2 separate regions of the Mus musculus genome follow, and region 2 is linked to region 1. A link is a contact called in public Hi-C data. All regions are on one chromosome and are shown on one strand. Each heading gives the region's core, a stretch centred on a gene start, on an enhancer-like site or on the middle of the called end of the contact. The rest is flanking DNA. Distances are from core to core; before and after follow the strand shown.

The links. Hi-C and Micro-C count contacts between places; a contact is called where the count stands out from the background.
Region 2: a contact with region 1 is called in a Hi-C map of uterus. The contact joins two enhancer-like sites. A contact is called at or near these places in 7 of 484 Hi-C or Micro-C datasets (CD4 T cells, the N1E-115 cell line, Sertoli cells and 4 more) and 7 of 115 datasets of contacts at active chromatin or transcription factors (a beta-TC-6 cell line, embryonic stem cells, heart atrium and 1 more).

The regions. Positions count from the first base shown.
Region 1 is chr5:148,595,890-148,602,471 of GRCm38.p6, reverse strand. No RefSeq gene overlaps it. Among named protein-coding and RNA genes, the nearest start is that of Gm46929, 8.3 kb to the right of the region's middle. Within about 2 kb of position 3,936, at least 20 of the 459 cell types and tissues checked have an H3K27ac peak or open chromatin away from gene starts, as enhancers often do. A contact at or near this core is called in uterus, where this site is marked.
Region 2 is chr5:148,705,430-148,712,106 of GRCm38.p6, reverse strand. No RefSeq gene overlaps it. Among named protein-coding and RNA genes, the nearest start is that of 2210417A02Rik, 33 kb to the left of the region's middle. Within about 2 kb of position 3,831, at least 163 of the 459 cell types and tissues checked have an H3K27ac peak or open chromatin away from gene starts, as enhancers often do. A contact at or near this core is called in uterus, where this site is marked.

The DNA.
Region 1 (6,582 bases), core at 2,687-5,186:
GTACCTCTGCTTGTCTCTATATTCACCACATGTGTGCAGTGCTTGAGGAAGCCAGAAGAGGGCGCAAGAACCCCTGGGACTGGTGTGACAAGCAGCTATCAGCTGCCAGTGGTGCTAGGAATGCCCTTAACCACGGAGTCATCTCCCCAGACACTATTTGTTTTAAATTGACAACAGCTGCATATGGAATCTTTAAACTCTGTTATAAAGTCCTGGGTGAGGTGGGAGTCAAAAGACAAAACTTAAGGAGGAAAAGTTCCAGGATCTACTGAGTGACATGATAACTGTTGCCATGACATGTATTCCTGAAAGTTGGTCAAAGAGTATATTCTGCATTTTTACTCTTAAATAAAAAGTAGTACATGAGACAACTGTCTTTCTTTTGGCCATTCTATAATGTCTATATATGTCAGAACAATATATTATATGTGATAAGTATGTGCAATTGTTCTCAATTTAAAATAATTGTCTTTGTCTAGAGCTGGCTCACAGAACCACACTGGAATTTGATTCCATCTGTGCAAGCATGCTGAAATTAGCGAGAGTTTTGTGCAACTCTGTTCAAGATACCATGGAAAATTGCTCAATTTTTGTTTCTAGTTATTAGATTTTTTTCCCCCAGCTATTAAAACTATCCAAGAATCGCTGTTTACTGATTAAAGCCATAATTTCATATTGAGAACATCTTGTATATTCACATTAATGTGAAGCCTTGTTTCTGTTCATTGAGCTTCCCAAGTGCACCTGCCATGTGCTTTACCAGCAGAAGGAGAGAGTGAGGCACACACTACATGCTTTTCAAAACAACACAGTTCATTGGGCATTTCTTTACCATTGACCCTGACCTGAGGTCATCGAGGGGCATCATGACATCCAAGCTGTACACTGAAGTATTTGAAACAAGTGTCACATGTTGTCAGCCAAGTATCAGGGAAGGATGAGATGCAATGTATGGAGAGCTGTGGAGTAGGATCAATAGCTCTATGGCACTGTTCTCCTCTGGATAAACAACATTCTGTACACTGACAGAAACTAACTGCTACACTGTTATAAATCTCACAGCTAACATTAAGGCATATTAGAAGCTGGACATGGTCACACACACACACACACACACACACACACACACACACACACACTGTAATCGCAGCACTTCGGGAGCTGAGGTAGAAGGATCTTGAATTGGAGGCCAGCCTTAGCTACATGAGATCCTCCATTCTGCCCCACCCCACCCCCTGGGGACGGGAAAACTAAACTCAAGAAGAGGAAGAGAAGGAAGAGGAGGAGGAGGAGGAGGGAGAGGAGGAAGGAGAAGGGGAGGGGAGCAACTCTCCAAACCTCACTCTTGCAGTGTTCTTCGGAGCTTTAATTATGTGACTATGATGGATTGTGTCACTACCATGTGATCAACTTGACCTCTAGCCCTCTCTCGGGCCAGAAATCAGATGTTAAGGAAGGAAGCTAAAAGTACTAGCCTTCTTTTAAAAAGAAAAGAAAAGAAAAGAAAAGAAAAGAAGGAAGGAAAGAGAGAGAGCGAGAAAGGAAGGAAGGATTGATTGATTGAATGATTTTATGTATATGAGCAGAAGAGGATATCGGATCCAAATACAGACTGTTGTGAGGGGAATTGAACTCATGAGCTCTAGAAGAACCACCAGTGCTCTTAACTGTTGAGCCATCTCTCTAGTCCCAAGTTACAGTCTTCATCTCAGCAGGGTTGGTTTCCCTGGCAACCAGCTGTTCAGGAGTTCTGGTACCCAGTCATGACCAAGTGTACAAATGGCACTTACCCCTTTGTAATTTCCAGGACTTTGGGGATTTTTATACCATGAAACAGGACAAAGCATAAACATATGTGTGTGTGTGTGTGTGTGTGTGTGTGTGTGTGTGTGTGTGTGTGTGTGTGTCTATATATGAAGCAGAGCAGAGGCTCTCATGTAGTTCAATCTGGCCTCCAACTTTTTCTTCCAGCCCAGTGGAGGAAGCAGTGATTTACTGGCATCTAGTAAAATCTATAATATTTGGAAGGGAAGGAGCTGCCCCGCCATGTGGCTCACATGGCCTGATGCAACTGTTCCAGCAAATCCAGGTCAAAGTGTCTTTGACCCTGGAAGTTCATGATACTCGCAGGGGACTGTGATCACTATAAAGAGACCTGAAGTCTAAAAAGGTCTCTGTGACAGACACTTCCAGTCCACTCACTAGGGGATCTGACAGCCAAGTCCGTTTCTTTACAAGGATTCCTCCAAGGCTTCTCATCGAAATCACATCTCCTAAACGGTACATGGAGACCTTGCACCTGGAATGTCCCAAGGAAACAGGGATCAAGGCCCAAGGAGTTCCAGAACAATTAAAGGTGGCCCTGATCCCTGTTTCCACTCCTTTGGTCCAGATTCAGCAGCAGTAACACTGGGTCAGGGTTTTGTGACTTGTGGTACACATTCAATCAACCCTTACTGAGGACTAATAGACACCAGGTCAGCTCATATGTCCTCTCTTACTTTATCCCAGCAATATCTCAAAGAATGTTATCCACTTTTAAGGATGGAAATTAAGAAGGGTCAAAATGCCTGTCTAGTCTCAAACTACTTGCAGGCAGCTGAACTGACATGCCATTGTTCTGAGACTGCACCCTTGATCACTTATCTGTGACACGCTAAGGGATCTTCGATGTGTTATCAATAATCTAACTCTGATGCTAAAGGGCTCAGGACAGCCTGACAGAGGAAGGAGACAGTGCAACCACTTCACAGAAAGCTCAATCAGAAATGCAGCTGATAATCTCCTCCAGCGTAGCCAGCCAGCACACACTGTCCTCCTTATGGTCCACAGCCCATAGGACATCTCTGATACACTTTAGCTTCAGGATAAGCATACAGTGGTTATGCGACCAGCTTGGCAGAAATGAAAATAATAAATGAGGCATTTGTGTCTCTCCATCTGACTGTCAGACCGTTTGAAACAGTGGACCTCAGAGAAATAAGAATTTTCCCAGGAATTTCTTTCTTTCTTCCCCACCTTTCTTTGGTGTTTTGTTTTGTTAGGTTTTTGTTTGGTTTTGGTTTTTTGGCACAGGGTTTTTCTGTGTAGCCCCAGCTGTCCTGGAGCTTACTTCGTAGACCAGGCTGGCCTTGAACTCAGAGATGTGCCTGCCTCTGCATCCCAGATGGTGATCCCTCACCACCAACTGGCTTTACCCAGGAGCTTGATGCTGAGACAAACAAAAGACAGCCAGAAGGGGAACTTAGCTCCTGGAAAAAAATTGCACAGGGTCCTAACAATTTCTCAGATCACCTTACAGGGTGAGCCAAGAATGGCCGGAACCACAGCTTGAAGATGGCTGCTTAGATGTGTGTATTCAGAACCCTGAAGACAGTCATGGGGCTGATCACTGGGTCTCTTTTGCTTTCTTCCCGATGTGGCCACATTGAGTACATGTCCCTCATTTCCTTTCTACTATTAATTTGCCTCTTTAATAGGCTTATTGAGGATGGATGGCCAGACCTGGCTTGGGGTGCAGGTTTTGATCTCCCCAAGTTTGATAACAGCTATATTCACAAAGTTTCCCCGGAGTTACTCCGAAATTTTCTTGTATGTGTAAACGCCTTTGAACATCACGGTGAAGTTGTAATGTTGAAGGGTTAGAATCAAATCATTCGAAACAGTTCTCATAGAGAGGTGTAGTATTACAGTATTATAGTATTAAGTTGAAAGATATTATTCTCTAATAGATTCCTGAACAAATAGAAAAATACATGCACACATTCATATACATACATGCCTGATCTCTCCCTGTCCGAGGCAGCTTTGCATGATAACCAAAGCCAGCTTGCTAGCGTATGGCCTGAACTCCCCCAAGCTCCAGTGTTTCCTTCTCAGTTCTGTCACATCTGGCAACCAGATGACAGGACTTTCCAGTTTCGTTCAAGTATGCGTTAGGTAGATGATTAACCAGTTAACGAAGCCACTCGGCCCTGACAACACTTCCGTCCCCGCTATGCAGTCAGGCTTGACGGCTCCTGAAATGTATCCAAAGATGCTGAGAACTGCTTTTGTCAAATCTCATGGACTCCAGCAGGCCTTGTGTCCTCAAGTTCAGCTCAGTGGTCAAGAGATAGAATTATTAATGAAATCTGGAGTCAACGCAGACGTTGATCGTCCTTAACCAATAGGCAGTGCTCCGTAAGATGTGACAAAAGACATTTCTCTCATCAGGATGAAGGGGAAGTGTTTGGTGATTCTTTTTTAACATATGTGTGTCATATTTGTAATCAAATATAGCAACTTCATTATGTTTAACCCATAAATATTTAAACAAAAATGCCTTAATTAGGCTACAAATTACGGGTGATATGCTACCCATATTACCAGCCTTTTAAAGTGCTAAGTAGATTGTCATAGGAACTCCTAGCAGAATTCATGAAGAAAAAGATAAAATGCATTCTTTTAACCATAGATGTAATCAGTGAATTAATCCTGTGACTGCATTTCTTTACCTTTGCTCGTCCGCAGTAACCACACAGAGAAACCAGCCCACACTTCAGTAGCTGAGCCATTAAATGACCTGTCTGAACCCTCTATGCAAATCTGGCTACCTCCCAGCCATGATCCCAATTAATACTTGCACTTTAATGTTGTTCTAGCTCTGTCTGCCTTAGATGTTTCTTCCCATGGTGTCTTCCCAGACCCTCTCCTCATGGCTTCCCTGGAACTCCCTTTCTGTCTCTGCTTCCACTGGCTGGTGGAAATTTCCACCCTAGTCTCTCTTCTGTCCAACCACTGGGTGACCAGCATTTATTAACGAGGCAGAAAATAAATAGTAAGAATTGCTTACACAAATTTAAGACAAGAGATTCTAGACATGAAGACTACAATGCCATGTCCTGATTGGAACAAGATATGAGGGCAGAGAAATCAGCCTTTGAATAACACGAGAATAACCTTTAGACTGTGCACAAAAGCATTATGCCCACAGATGAAGCCAATGGTCTATATAGGGCTGTGACTATTAATCTACACAGAGCAAAGCAACTCAAATTCATTTAGGAAGTCAAACAGAGCTGAAGAGATGGCTCAGCAGTTGAGAGTGCTTACTGCTCTTGCAGAGGACCTGGGTATAGCTCCCAACACCTGAAGCTTACAACTGCCTGTAACTGTCATTTCCAGGGTACCTGATGGCTCCTGGCTTCTTTGGACATCTGCATACATATAGTGCTCATAAATATATGTAGGCACACACATATACGTATGTCTTTAAACAAAAGAAGAAGAAGAAGAAGAAAAATCTTATAATTTTCTCTTTCAAGTTTAGATAAAAAATAATATATACAATATCAGCAGTAGATTGTTCATGGAGTTTGCCATTTACATACTGTAGCTGATATTATTTAAACCTTTTTACAAATGCAGTCCAAAGCTGTTACCTTAGCTCCGTGGTGCTGATGCTGCATCCCTTTAATACAGTTCCTCATGCTGTGGTGACCCCCAAGCATAAAATTACTTTGTTGCCACCTCCGAACTGTATGTTGCTACTGTTCTGAGTCATAATGTAAATATCTGATATGCAGGATATCTGACATGTGACCCCTGTGGGGGTCATGACCCACAGGTTAAGAAATACTGCCTTACACTAAAACCTCTTGGTTTTCCTCACTGATAAACGCAGATTTTTAAGCGTGTCTTCAATGCAGCCAAGCCACAGTGTATCTGTGATGTACCTAGGGAGTAAGAATGGCCGATAAGGGATTTAAAGGAACTCTCAGCATCGATGATAACCGTAGGCCGTACAGAGAAGAAATGATTTAACCATGAGTAGATCTCACATTTGTGATTAAAAAATGAGCAGGAAGTGGGCGAAATTGACATAATCTGATAAGAAACCAGGGAAGTTGTTGAATCTCGTGTTGTCACTGAGGACACTGCGGTTCAGAGCCAGAGGAAACATCGTGTCGTCTGCCAGGTCTGAAGTCATAAGTAGCACTGGCCCCAACAGCAGACAATGGACAAGGAGCCTGGCTAGGCCTTCCGTAAGCCGTGTTTGGCAAATGGAGATATTCTGACAGGCTGCTTCCACAGTTGTGGGCTCAGTGAAACCTGGAGGCCCCCGCCCTGCCCTGGACTCTTCTCTCTTCAGTTCAGGATTCCAGACAACATCAATGGAACACTGGCAAGAACCGGTCTGCAGCCAACATCACGCCCATTGGCACTGTCCAGAGGTCAGTGGCCTCTGTCTTTCCAGGGTTTTGAGAACACACATGAAAGTCAAGCATTGACTGAGACAAGAAAGTTCTTCCCATCTTAGCAAATATCAGAGACCAGGCAAATGGTGACAAAGACGACATGGACTCTTTCAAATGTCCTCTTCTCACCCAGTGGAAACTTCTGTGGATCCTCACTTTGCAATCCCCCATTTGATGTTTAAAACAAAGTCATAAGTATGAGAATATGAAGTCTGTAGACTTACTTTATCAAAAATGCTTTTTGATGCTAACAAATTTCTTTAATATTTTAGTGTTTTCTCCTATGACAAGATTTGATGGGTTTCATGTCTGTATAGGATATATATTAGCATCACTAGGATCC
Region 2 (6,677 bases), core at 2,582-5,081, 110 kb before region 1:
TGCTTCAGATGTTACCTAAATGTCACTGTGTGTCTGTTATATGTTTGCGATTATCCCGATTAAAACAAAAAAGCAAACACCACCACCCACCTAGACCTTATTTTGTTTGAAAACATCAAATTTTAAAATTAGATGTTTAAGCCTGGGCATGGTGGTGTACACCTGCGATTCTGGCACCTGGAGGAGGAATAGAAGGGTTCAGGGTTGAGTCCAGCCTGGGCAACATAATGAGACACTGTCTCTTTTTTTTTTTTTTTTTTAATGTTTATTTTATATGAGTGTGTTGTTGTCTTCAGCCTCACCAGAAGAGGGCGTCAGATCTCATTACAGATGGTTGTGAGCCACCATGTGGTTGCTGGGAATTAAATTCACCGCCTCTGGAATAGCAGTCATTGCTCTTAACCGCTGAGTCATCTCTCCAGACCTGAGATACTGTCTTAAAGAGCAATGACACATTTGAACAGAAAGTTGTCACAAGTAGTTTATAGGCTCAAGTATTGACTGACCCTTGGCAGAGAATCGGTTCAGAACCCAGTATGTGGGAACTTATTAAAACTTCGCTGTCTCTTCCCCAAATAGCTTCCTCTTTAAAAAATGCCATACTCCTCTTAGAATGGGGTTTACCTAGCAACCAACTTATCCTGTAGTTGACACATATGTTTCTTTTAAAGATCCCTTTAATTTTATGTGTATTAGTGTTTGCCTGAATGTATGTATATGTACCGTGAATGTGCAGTACCAGTAGAGGCCAGAAGGCATCATATCCCCTGTAACTATGAGCTACCATGTGGATGCTAGGAAGCAAGTTTGAGTCCCCTGCAAGAGCAGCCAAGTGCTCTTAACCTCTGAGCCACCCCTCTAGCGTTAATAGATTTGTTTAGTATCTTTCTATCATATGAGACCTCCTTCACAACAAATGCTATTGGGCAACTACTAGAAGCCTCATTACCTTGATTTAGGATTTCCTTGGCAGCAACATCTAGTAATGTTGTTGTTGTTGTTGTTGTTGGTGGTGGTGGTGGTGGTGGTGGTAGTGGGATGTTTTGTGTGTGTGTGTAGGTGTATGTCTCCAAATCTATGTTTTCCTCACAGCTCTGTGTGTTCAATGCTTTTCTCTTTTCTGTTTCTAAAGTGATGTGCAGATTGCAGATTCAGGAGCCATGAAGCTTGTCCATGGGCATTCAAAGTCACTGGTGGGCAAACCTACAGGAGAACCCCCAAGCAGAACTAGTGACCATGGTCTGTGTTGGAGGGAGGGATAGGTTTGGCTTTTATTGGGGTCCTGAGCTTCTGTTGTTCATGAAATGCATCTCTCCTCTTAAAGGGGACAGGGGAAGTTTATTCCTGAGATAAATATTCATGGCAGAGGCCTAGGGGCAGGGATTAGGGTTACCCCAAATTCAATGTTACAACATGGAAATAATTTCATCGAGCTGTCATAATCCCCGAATAAAAGAAAGTCATACATAAATCAAGGCATTCCCCAGATCTATTCATGGGAACATCAGGTAGGTGGGTTAGAACAAAAGGAAAGAAACCTGCTATGGATGTCTGATGTGGTCCCATGACATTCTTCACTTTGGATTTGTGGAAGCAAAGATCTTGTCTTAATTCACTTTCCATTGGCATCCAAAGCAACCTGTGAGAGTTTATTTCAGCTCACAGCTCATCGTCCATCCCTGAGGGAAGTCAGGGCAAGAATTCTGGCAGGAACCTGGAGGCAGGGACTGAAGCAGAGGCCACCGAGGAGCGCTGCTTACTGCCTGGCTTCCCTTGAACTGATTTCTCAGCTAACTTTTTTATATTGCCCAGGACCACCTGTCTCAGGGCTGCAGTAGGCTAGACCCTTCCACATCAATGGCTAAGCAAATGTCCCCAGACTTTCCTACAGGCCAGCCTGATAGTGTCAAGTTGACAAAGACCTAAATAATGCAATCTAAAAACCTGCGCCTGAGGGTCACACGGTGTCAGGTTGGACACAGAGAACAGCTATGAAGAGGAGTTTTCGGTGTAAGATAACTTGGACTCTGAATCTATAACATTTCTACTCTGAACCACTGGGAAGTTCTAATCAGCCAATCTCCTTGCAGAATCTTTATCACGAGTATGGATTTTTTTCCCTTGCAACTTTGCTTCCTGCTCTGACTTTTCAGAGGGCATAATACAAGCACTTAGCAACCCACTGTAAGGTCTTAGCTAAGCACACTCGAGATCCAGATGGGATCGGTAGGGGTTCAGGACTGAGGGGTGGGGAGACCTGGGATTCTTAGAACTCGATGAGATTGGAAGAGGCCTGGGAGACGCCATGCATGCTGGCCAGGTGTCTCTCCTAATGAGACCAAAACTCAAAGGCTCAGAGAAGTCACCCCAATACTTACTCTCTATCTCTGGAGTTGGAGATGAATCATCTGTCCTTCCATTTTTAAAATAACTGTGTGAGTAATAGTGCTAATATTTTCCATTTTAAGAGAAACCCAGAAAGTGAAAGGAGATTGTTTTCCTTAAGCAATGCAGATGCCAATGTAATAAAACCCTTCGAGTACTTGTGTGTGCGTACAGCAGGTAAAGCATGTCACAGTGGGTTCACCCTGGTCACATGGAAGGACACCGGACTTTCTGACCAGGGTCATCTAAGTATCTGGGAGAAAGACAGGGGTTTAACCTTCCCTAAACTACTGAATGCCACTGTAATAATTGGTTGCCAGGGCACTGGAAACCTTCGGGATGGGTGGCTCCACGGAGCCTGCATCTGCTGGCTGCCCTTCTGTCGGATGCAGGAGGCGGACGTGGGGGAACCAGCTCTCTGTGGCTGCAGATCTGCACCCTGCCTTTCCTCCCCAGCTGCCAGTTTGAAGGGCATGTGGGCTGTGTGATCCCTTTGTTCCTTTGAAAGAGAAGAGAAATGTGCTCGGTGTAAAAATAGGGTTTAAAAGGCTTTAAAAACCAATCATGCCACATCAGGACGGGTGACAGAGGAGAGTGCTTCCTGTGGTGGCACCTGCAGAGACCCCTCCCCCACCCCAGGTATCTCTGCCCCGCCCTGCTTCTCCTCTGCACCTCGGATTGGGTGCTCCTGGGATTCCATCTACTGGAGCCACTTGCTTTTAGGGTTTAAAGAGAGTCAATTCACTCACTGGGGGCAGGAGACAAAGCTGGGCTTGGGGCTGGGGCTTCTCAGTCCTCTCTCTGGTCCCCTTATTTTTACTTAAGAGCGGCAGGCTTTTCCATTAAAGTTCCCAGATCTTCCTCCACAAGCCCTTTCTATATTTTTAGCACCACAGTCCCTCTTATCTGGATGTGGTAACCCCTTAAAGTCTTTGAGGGCCATCCAAAAAACATCCAGGGTATCTTGTTAAAGGACGAAGCGTCAAGAGCGACGTGCCTTTTACATACTGGACCTCACATCACCTTTTGCTAGTTTTAAGGACTTTATTTACTCTTTAAGGGCAAGAATCGGGCCCTAGGTCAGCTAAAGATGCACTCCATTAAAGATGCACAATTAATTCCGTGGCACTCTGTAGGGATCTCTGCACACGACCCTCCAGCATGGCTCCTTCCTTGCTGTGACAGCCTCAGTCAGGGGCTGAGGCTTGTAGCTCAGTCTGTAATCAGTTGTTCTTCACTGCTGGCCTTGAGGGGAAAAAAAGTCATTTGCTGTGCCCCGAAGGGAGTCTTTAGTGTAATTCCACATTCCTGGCTGGTACCCAGGGCCCCACACTAGCTGTCAGTCCCACCTAGCTCCCTCCTCACCATCCCCGTGTTACACCAGGGCCCCACTCAGGGCTTTGGCATCAGACCTTCATCCGAGCTTTCAATCTCAGCTCTGCCAGTGACTCTGGGTAAGCAATTAATGAGTCACTTTCCTCTGGAAAGTGGAGTTAGTGGCACTTCCTTTATTTGTACAGAGAAGGCTTTTGAGCATATGTGAGACTGTTCGGTGACTTGGAACAAGAGCTCTTCCCTTCTGAGCTCTCCTCTGTGATTTGTCAGAAAAATTACCATAACCAGCCCACAGTGCTGGGTGAGTGGTCTGACAGCTGTCTCCCTGGTGCAGCCCTCTGAGTAGCGCTAGTGAGGACCCTATGCTGACTGCAAAGATAGCCCACCCCCCACCCTACCCCCATAGCCCCCCTTTCCAGACACCCACCTCCATTACTCCCATCAGTCCCTGGGACTCCTGGGATGGCAGGGAGGCTAGGAACCACCCCACCCCACCCCACCCCCTTTGCCAGATCCTCTACCTTAAGAAAACATTACTGGGGTCCAGAGAGATGGCTCAGCAGTTAAGAGCACTCACTGCTCTCACAGAGGGTCTGAGTTCAGTTCCCAGTACTTGTATTAGATAACTCACAACCAACCATCTGTGATCCCCCCTACAAGGGATCCAACACCCTCTCCTGGCCTCTGTGGTCATACGTGTGTGAGCGTGCACACACACACTTTAAAATTTTTTACTTCACAAGAGATAAAAGCTGTCCACACACTTCAACTTTTCCTAGAGATCCGCTGAGCTCAGCTAAACCTCGCAGTTCTTAGGAAGTGGTGGAGCCAGTTCCACACAGGGACCCCAGCCAGCCAGCTTCCATCTACTCTATCTGTGCTCTTGACAGAGTGGCTCTGCCTTTGAGGATCCAGCTTCCTTATACAGAGATCCTAAATCGGGGTATTGACGCTCGCTCGTTTCTCTTGCCCACACATAGCATCAGCTTTAATGGCGTGTTTTCCGAAGACGCTGCGAGAAAGCCAGGGGCAGCTCCTGCTGTTGCCCTGCTGCCACCAGAACATCATCATGGTACACAGATGCTCTGAGGGTCTTGTCAGAAGAAGCCTGTATCCTAGGAATAATTAAATTTTGCTGCAGAGGAATGAACGGGTTGTGTGTCCTTCATTCCGCTATTCGGTCATTGACACTAAGATTCGCCCTGTGCCTTGCAACGGGATTGTGGAGGAGACAGGAGCCCACAGGCTGATAATGCACATGGGATCCAGAAGAAGCAGACGGAAAGACTCTGTGTTCAGGGGGTGTCGGGGAAGCAGGACACGTTTACAAGAATGCCGTTCTCTTTCACCTCGGCCTTCTTGCTGTCTGGGTTTATGTTTAGTCTCCACAGCAGCCTGACTGTCTAGGGCAGACTCACAGCATATCTGATGTTTCCGTCAACAGCTGATGATCCGTGTGATCTCCATCCTATAAGGTTTAAGGGATTCTGGGAAATTCCTGGTGTGATGCCACAGACATCATAAGGTCACAAGACGGTGTGTGTTAATGGGTTGCTGGCATCCACCCGCCGGCTACACTGCCAGATGTATCTGAGCCTAGGACATATAATTATGTCCAGTACACAATATTGACAGCGCTGGTAAATAGCTAGACTGCTAGTTTATGCATCTTCCATGCTTTCCTTCCATTCTTTCAGAGTGTGTGTCTACTTATTAAAAGCAGTTTACTGTAAATGATCGACCGGCATTAAACTCCACCCCGAGATCTACCAGCATCTGGTGTTTACTGTCTCTTGACCACATGGGATAATTCGCCTGGACACTCAGGCTGGCCCAGCAGTGAGCTGTCTTCTCAGGTTAAGTAGCACAGGATTGAGGCTGCCTGGAGCTTTACCCCTCCTAACACCCAGTCCCTGGAGTCAGGTCAGTCTGACCTCACCCCTTGGATCTAGGCTATGGCTAAGTGACTCAGGCCAGATAAGAGTTCTGTCTGCCTGGCCACCGGGCCACCTGGATTGATATAGAGATAGAGTTTGCCAGGTAAGATGCAGGCTATTTTATTTTTTAAAGATTTATTTATTTATTTTATGTATGTGAGTGCACTGTAGCTATCTTCAGACACTCCAGAAGAGGGCTTCAGATCCCATTACGGATGGTTGTGAGCTCCCATGTGGTTGCTGAGAATTGAACTCAGGACCTCTGGAAAAACAGTCAGCGCTCTTAACCACTAAGCTATCTCTACAGCCTGATGCAGGCTACTTCTAAAAGCCCAATTAAAAATTTGAATTCAGGCAAACAAATCGTTCCTTCTACATGCCAGATATTTCATGAGACACTGCTAAGAAATTATTTGTTGTTCATTGTGAAATTCAAAAATATTTTTATTCGATATTATAAAAATAATCTTTATAATACTCAGGAATTTCAAGGTTAATGTGACATTGTTATGGTTTGGACGCATCTGAACCCTTGGTTCTGGATCCGTGGCGTGCTGTTTTGGATGACGGTGAAAACCTGAGAGGTGGGACCTGGCTGGAGGAGCTAAGTCCCTGGGGAGCGAGTCTAGGTGGAATATTATCTCTGGCTGTCAACTCTCTCTGTGCTTCCTGGCCTTCTGCAACGTATGCTGTGTTCTGCCACAGACCCCTGCTACCACACGGCTCTGCCTGCTCCAGCACACTTGACTCCTCTGAAGAAGCAGGTCGAAATAACACCCCCCGCCCCCCTTGTTTCTGTCTTGCATTTTATCGGTGACCAGTAGACCAAGCAGACTTTTCAATTTTGTTTTGCTGACTCTGGCAATTCTATTTAATAGTCTAGTGGAAACCTCATCTCCTCTAATCAGATGTTTTTGGAATTATGGATTAAAGTCAGCTCTGGGAAGCTGTCTTGAGGAAAGAGTTAGCTGTCAGGCCCACTGGAGAGATGGGAAGAAATTTCTCACTCTTCCAGAGACT